Regions from separate parts of the Anas platyrhynchos genome. Here region 2 is linked to region 1. A link is a contact called in public Hi-C data. All regions are on one chromosome and are shown on one strand. Each heading gives the region's core, a stretch centred on a gene start, on an enhancer-like site or on the middle of the called end of the contact. The rest is flanking DNA. Distances are from core to core; before and after follow the strand shown.

Region 1 (3,095 bases), core at 316-2,815:
GCAGTGGGAACATTAAAAAAAATAAAACTGTCATGGAAGCTTTGGTCTAAATAAAAAATTGAAGACTAAGTCACCCCTGACATTTTTTTTTAAGTGCAAGCTTCCTTTCTAAAGACTTTTTTTTTCTTCTCTGTGTCCTTCATATCACCATAGATGTACCCTGTGCATCTTTCCTTGCACTTCTAGAAAGTCTGCCCAACTCTTCCTTGGTTCCTATTTCCTGCACTTGGTTGGCAAGTCATAATCCTAGGGAGTCACATTGCTGATAAACACGTTGCAAATCACTAGAGCCTAAATCTCCCTTAGGATAGCATTCATCCTCAGGTGTAATCCTCAGTGACAAAGCCTTTACCTTCCGAGGAGGATCTGCCCCAGAACTGTTCCCTGTCATGAGCCTTGCATTTTTTTGTCTGCGGACTTTTCCCTTTTTCACAGCACAGGTGTTGCCAGCTCAAGTTGACACTGAAGGTGTCACTGAAGAGTCTTCCTGAGTTCCTTGGCCTCAAGACACAGACTTTTTTCCTGGGAAACCTGCACTGTCTGTGTTTAGTGCCCCTGGGGTTTGTAATCCAACAGCTCTTGGTACAATAGATTGGGGATCCCTCTGCCAGCTAATGGTGATGGGGATAATATTGAGAGTCGTAATAAATCATTTTGCTGTTGCACATGCATCTGTCTGTCTTGCATCATAGTCATTTAGATTATTAAGCTATGATAATGGAAGTTTGTCAACATAGCTAAGGTTTTTCCCATAAGTCTTAGAGAAAGTGGGTGGTTTATAAAATAGTGCTTAAGAAAGAATATGCTACAGAGAAGAGGGCTGATCACAAAACTAGTTCTACCCAGAATGAGTAAAGTAAATAAGAAAAAGTATTTAATACTGAATGTCTCCTTCTTTTAGCTAGCTACAGATCTTACTATTTTGCTGTTATGCATCTGGATCTACCTGATAATGTTCTTTTGCTTAAGCAGAATTCGGCATAGTGTAAGTGTATATAGGTTCCATTAGAAATACACAGTGTTATTGCAAGCTGGGTTTTAGAAACTCCTTCTGTCTGAAGGAGACATGCTCAGAAGCAGGGAAAATCCTTCATTTTCTGAAGAAGGAATGCTAGACAGAAGAAGTCATATTTTTTATGCCTCCTGTAGCAGGGAGTATTGTGATTCTAAGCAGAGAAGAAGGAAAGTTATACTAATGTGTGCCATCACTTCATGGACTTGAAAGTCTGGGTATCTGCAATGACTGGAAAGTAAACGCCACATCTCTTTCCCATTTTGCTGTGGCAGGAGAGGAAGTGGCAGGGATTTTGTGTTTTTCCTCTAGGAAGATGGTAGCTTATGGTTGCTCTTGAAAATAGGCTTAGTCAAGTGGTATTAGATGAAAGAATTATGCTCAAAGTTCTTTTGTACAAGCTTTAGAGATTTCTTGATATAATTTCTCAGCTTTAGAGAGAGCAGTTGTCTAACAGGTGTTCAGCTTTCTTTGTGGTGATGCTAATAGGCTTCAGATACTAGTGTCCCTATGCTGCCACCTTATGTTTAGAAACAAAAGCAACTTGGATGTTCTTATTAGGAAATATCTATGTTAACAATTCTTAGGTGACCTTGTAACTGTATCCCTAGTCTTGAGCATGAATACTGTCATATCTAGTTACGCAGTTAGGGTTCCTTCACTTTACTGCTTTACTTTAGGAAACTGAGACTAAGGCTCTTGGATTAATATGTATGTATATTTACTATTTTTAATTTTGAGTTTTTTCCTTCTTCAAAATTCCTGTCTAAATTTTCAATGGGTAGTAAGCTGTTTTATTTCCTAGCTAAGGTGGATGTGCTTGGCCAGGTTAAAGACAAGAAGGGCTTCTGTAAGTTCATCGGTTACAAAAGGAAGACAAAAAAAAAAGGGGGGGGGGAGGTGGGTCCCACTGCTGAATGAGATGGGGGACCAAGTGACACAGAAAATGGAGAAGGCTGAAATACTGAACACCTTCTTTGCCTTAATCTTTACCAACAAGAGTGGCAACAAGAGAGGAATCCCAGGTTCCAGACAGAGACCAGGAGGCAATGTAGAGCAAGGACTTTTTTTTCTTGAAAGAAGATCCAAACAAGGAATACTTAAGTAAACTGGTCACTTGGGCCCTGATGGAATGTACCCACAGGTGCTGAGAGAGATGGCATTGTGAGGCCATTCTTGACAAGGAGACTAGAAGTGCCCAGACACTGGAGGAAAGCAAATGTCACTTCTATCTTCAAGAAGTTTTTTAGGAGTCAAGCTAGCTTCTGATATTTGAGAAAGGCACAAAGCAATACTAAATAACCTTAACTGTACCTTGGAGCCTGGGATGCACATCCCTCTCCAATTAAGCTAGATAAGACAAATAGTGCTTTTATTCTCCATCTGCGTGTTTGTGTGTACCATCTGGGTGCATCTGAGAAAAAAAAATGTTTTGTACCTCTTAGAACACTTGGTCTTATACAGGTCTTTGCAGCACCTGAAGGAAGTCTGGTGGAAGAAATGTGGATCAGAAAAGGCAAATATTAGTTTTATATTAATATTTTACATCCAGACAGCCATCGGGGAATTCAAGGAATGTGTGACGCTGTGCTACAGAAATGTGTATGTGTAGGAATATATATACTTTGGCTAAACAAGTACGCTATGCAGGAATTGTGTAGTACGTATTTGTTGTTATAATAATAATGGCATTGTGTATTTGTCATGCCCCAAGATGTCCAAAGAAAAATAGCGTGCCCTAATGTTGGAAAAACTTAAGGATGGGAGATGCGAAAAGGTGAAAAAACAATAGGAGTATGAAAAGAAGAGGGGAGAGTAGTTGTGAAAAACAGAGTTGTGTTTTTGCAACAGAAGGTGTTTTTCGCAGTAGCATAGCAGCAGGGTGTATGTTAAGAAGATAAAGGGAAGGCTCCGCTGTCCCAAAATAAGGAGGATAGCTAAGAAAATGGGACGAGCAGTGCAAAATCAGTAAAGACAAAAATCATGGGCCCTTGTTGAGTGGCGTTTTTTTATTATTACTTTTTTTTTTAGCTGGCATTATTTTTTATTACCTTTTTTTTAGGCGGCTCTGCTTCCGCGCATG
Region 2 (3,095 bases), core at 368-2,867, 45 kb before region 1:
TTGTGTTTAAAACAAACAAAAAAGAAGTTTTGTATTTTTTTTTAGTTCATTAACAATCATTGTATACATGTCTTGCTAGTACATGCAAAGGCATGTACCAAGGCAAGAATTCTTCCTGTTTCCAATGGAAATTCCTCTCTCCATGAGGAACAAAAATCTTTGCTGAATATGTGAAAGATTCAGTTGTGAGAAACTGCTTACTAGACTTTACTGTATTGAACAAGACAAAACCATTATTCTTTATTTCTTTATACACTAAGTACTTCCGTGACCACATTTCTGGACTTTTTTTTTTTTTTTTTTTTTTTTTGCTTTTTAAACTAAAAATCTCTGTAGCAAATTAATTATCTAATTCATTGTGAGGGGCTTGATTTGGAGGCCAAGGATGGGTTAGTCTGTCCTTATACTGATATTCCTGCCTTTTCCTTGTGCATGTACTGTGATAGTCTTGGATTACTCAATTTTCATACAGTGACTTTCCAGAATGCTTTCTAGAATCAGGTCATTTGCAGGAACTCCTGCTTTGAAGCATAAGAAGAATTTTTGAAGACTCAATTTTGGGATTTTGATTTGCTTTTGTTCTCCTGAACTAGACCCTGTACTAAGTATCTTTTACTCAGCATTGATGCTTGATGTCAGTAGCCTGTGGGTAAGAATGGATCAGTCTTGCCCTGACTTCTTGTACAGGGAAATTAAATGACTTTTGTTATAAGAGAGTGTGGAGTAGTCATGGACTCCATTGAGGGTGATATGAAGCTGATGATGTCAGGGAGCAGAACTTACCTAGAGCAAGAAAATGTCTTAGTATGGACATGATTTTCTTCTAGTACAAATGTGACCGTTATATTTTGCTCTGCTTGATCAAAGCCTCTGCAAATCTGCCACCACCCATGTGATCTCTCAGTGAGTTCCTAGATGTAGTTCTGCTTTGGATGGCATGGTCTTGCATAGAAATTCTCTTGATAATGAGAATGCTGAATGTGCTGTTTTGGTAAAATGCTTCTATCAGCTGTTCCGTGTTTTCAGCAGGAAATGCTGGAATGTAGTTTCCATCTAGTATTTTCTATGAGCTTGATTGTGCAGTGAAGCAAATGGCTAAATCCATACCTAGCAGTAGAACCCACTGTGTTCAGTAAGCATTTATACCCCTTTCCTAATATGCCCAGGCACAAATAGAAACACAAAAAGATTTCTACAGAACCCTGAATTTCAAAAGTACTGAATTTCAGAAGTATTGAAATCAATACTTTTGAGTTTTACTTCTCCTTTGCCATCTTAATCAGCAGGAGATATGTGCCTTAGGAGGAAAGTGGGATGATTATAGAACACACTGCTGGTTCTCTGGCTGCACAGAGCATTGTGTTGAGGAGACTTGTTTGTTAACTGTGAAGTGGCAAGGTATGCTTGAGAACAGCTGTTGAATTGAGCTGTTTTCCTATCTGTCTTCCAAACCTGCATGCAATGCTGGAAAGTATGGGTTATTGCCTAAGACACAAATCTGGAAAAAGGGGGAAAAAATGGCCTTCTTTCTGATGGGGACATTGTATTGCCACATGACTCTGCAACTTCCTGGGGAGATGCTGAATCACATTGCTCTTTGTAACTGTTCAGTATTATAGACTTTCTTGCTTGACCCATTATGAATTTGTAACTTGGCACCAGGCTGAATCATCTTGTGCTGCTCTCTGAGTTGCCGTGTAAAGCCAAATGTGTGGAAAGATATTCTGAAGCTATGTGATTTCATAGAATGTTTGAGATTGGAAGAGGATCTCTGCAGCTCATCTGGTCCCATTGTTCTACTCAAGCAGGGCTACCTAGAGCTGGTTGCCCAGGAGTTCCTGTTATATGTGGTCTGGAGCCTATTGAATGTAATGTTTAAGACCTGGTATATGTATAAATACATACGCTGTACTGTATGGGGCTGTGCTTTAGTGTTAACTGAGGAAAAAGGATTCCTGGTTACCTTTCATCTTGATTTTGGCACTATTAGAAGATGCTGTAAACATAACTCAGTTTTATGTTATTTCTAGGTTTTGTTTTGAAGCCTGTAGGCTTCAGAAGAGATCTAAAGAGGTGTGCAGAGTAACTTTTGAGAACAATTGCTTTTAATGGTAAATGAAGACAGTAAATTTCCACAGGAGCTAAGAACTTGTCCTGTGAGACAGGGTAGGGTGGAAAACGGGCTATGTACAGTACAAAGTTGTCCAGGAAATACTCTTGACTTTTTCTGAGCCTCAAGCTATACTTGAACTCTGCACCCTACAGATTAGAGCTTGGTTGTTCTTTTACGGAACTTCTGTCTCTGTCTTACCTTTCTAAACTGGGCTTGACCTACATGCACTTATTCTTGGACCTTTCATCACTTCAGAACAATAAAGTTTGAATTTTTCCTCAGTGGTCAGCTGATCTGTGGGGAGGATCTGATGAACTAGGCATCTCACAGCATTTTCTAATAGATGTGTTATGCTGAGGAAGCACCAGCAGGGAGCTCCAGGGGACAGATAAATCTGTGAAATTGGATGCACGCACAAAGTCTGCATTTTTGGATGAACTAAATGCTGGACTTTGTTACACTCATATGCCAGTTATCTGTAGAATCCCAACGCTCAATGCCAGAACTGCTAATGCAAGGAATCAAAATAATATGAAATGAAGAGAAACAGTGGCAAACACTTTCTCCTGCAGTTTTGCAGGTAAATTTACATTTCAAGGTGCTGCTTCTCCTAAAAAAATTTCTCTAACCCCTTTGCAAGTAAACCATTACCTCCTTGCTCTGTTTCTCAGCTCCTATCTTTTCATTACCTGGCTATATTTCTTATGTTTTCTTTTATTAAGCAGAGGACTACCTCCATTTTGCCTACTATGGAGACATTTAAAAAACAAACAAACAAAAAAAAACTTTTAAGAGCAACTGTTACCAGTAGCATAGTGTGATGCATTTGCCTTCTCTTGCAGCACATTCTCACTTTAAATAGGCTTACTGCACCACACACCCTTTGGACAGGAGCATTCTGCATTTAACCAAATAACGTTAGAGGTAACGTTAGTGGAGGGCTACAAAAATGACTGTACTCCTAATGACTGAGCCCGAGGCT

What was found. Hi-C and Micro-C count contacts between places; a contact is called where the count stands out from the background.
Region 2: a Hi-C map of subcutaneous adipose tissue shows a contact between it and region 1, with 2.1 times the contacts expected there. The contact joins two enhancer-like sites. A contact is called at or near these places in 2 of 8 Hi-C or Micro-C datasets (liver and subcutaneous adipose tissue).

The regions. Positions count from the first base shown.
Region 1 is chr14:38,676-41,770 of IASCAAS_PekinDuck_T2T, reverse strand. LOC119718326 (integrator complex subunit 6-like) reads left to right here. Exons shown (of 8, transcript XM_072023452.1): 1 at 1-3,095. Among named protein-coding and RNA genes, the nearest start is that of EGR1, 14 kb to the left of the region's middle. Within about 2 kb of position 1,565, at least 1 of the 8 cell types and tissues checked has an H3K27ac peak or open chromatin away from gene starts, as enhancers often do.
Region 2 is chr14:83,278-86,372 of IASCAAS_PekinDuck_T2T, reverse strand. All of the region lies in intron 6 of REEP2 (receptor accessory protein 2), which reads left to right. Among named protein-coding and RNA genes, the nearest start is that of REEP2, 16 kb to the left of the region's middle. Within about 2 kb of position 1,617, at least 2 of the 8 cell types and tissues checked have an H3K27ac peak or open chromatin away from gene starts, as enhancers often do.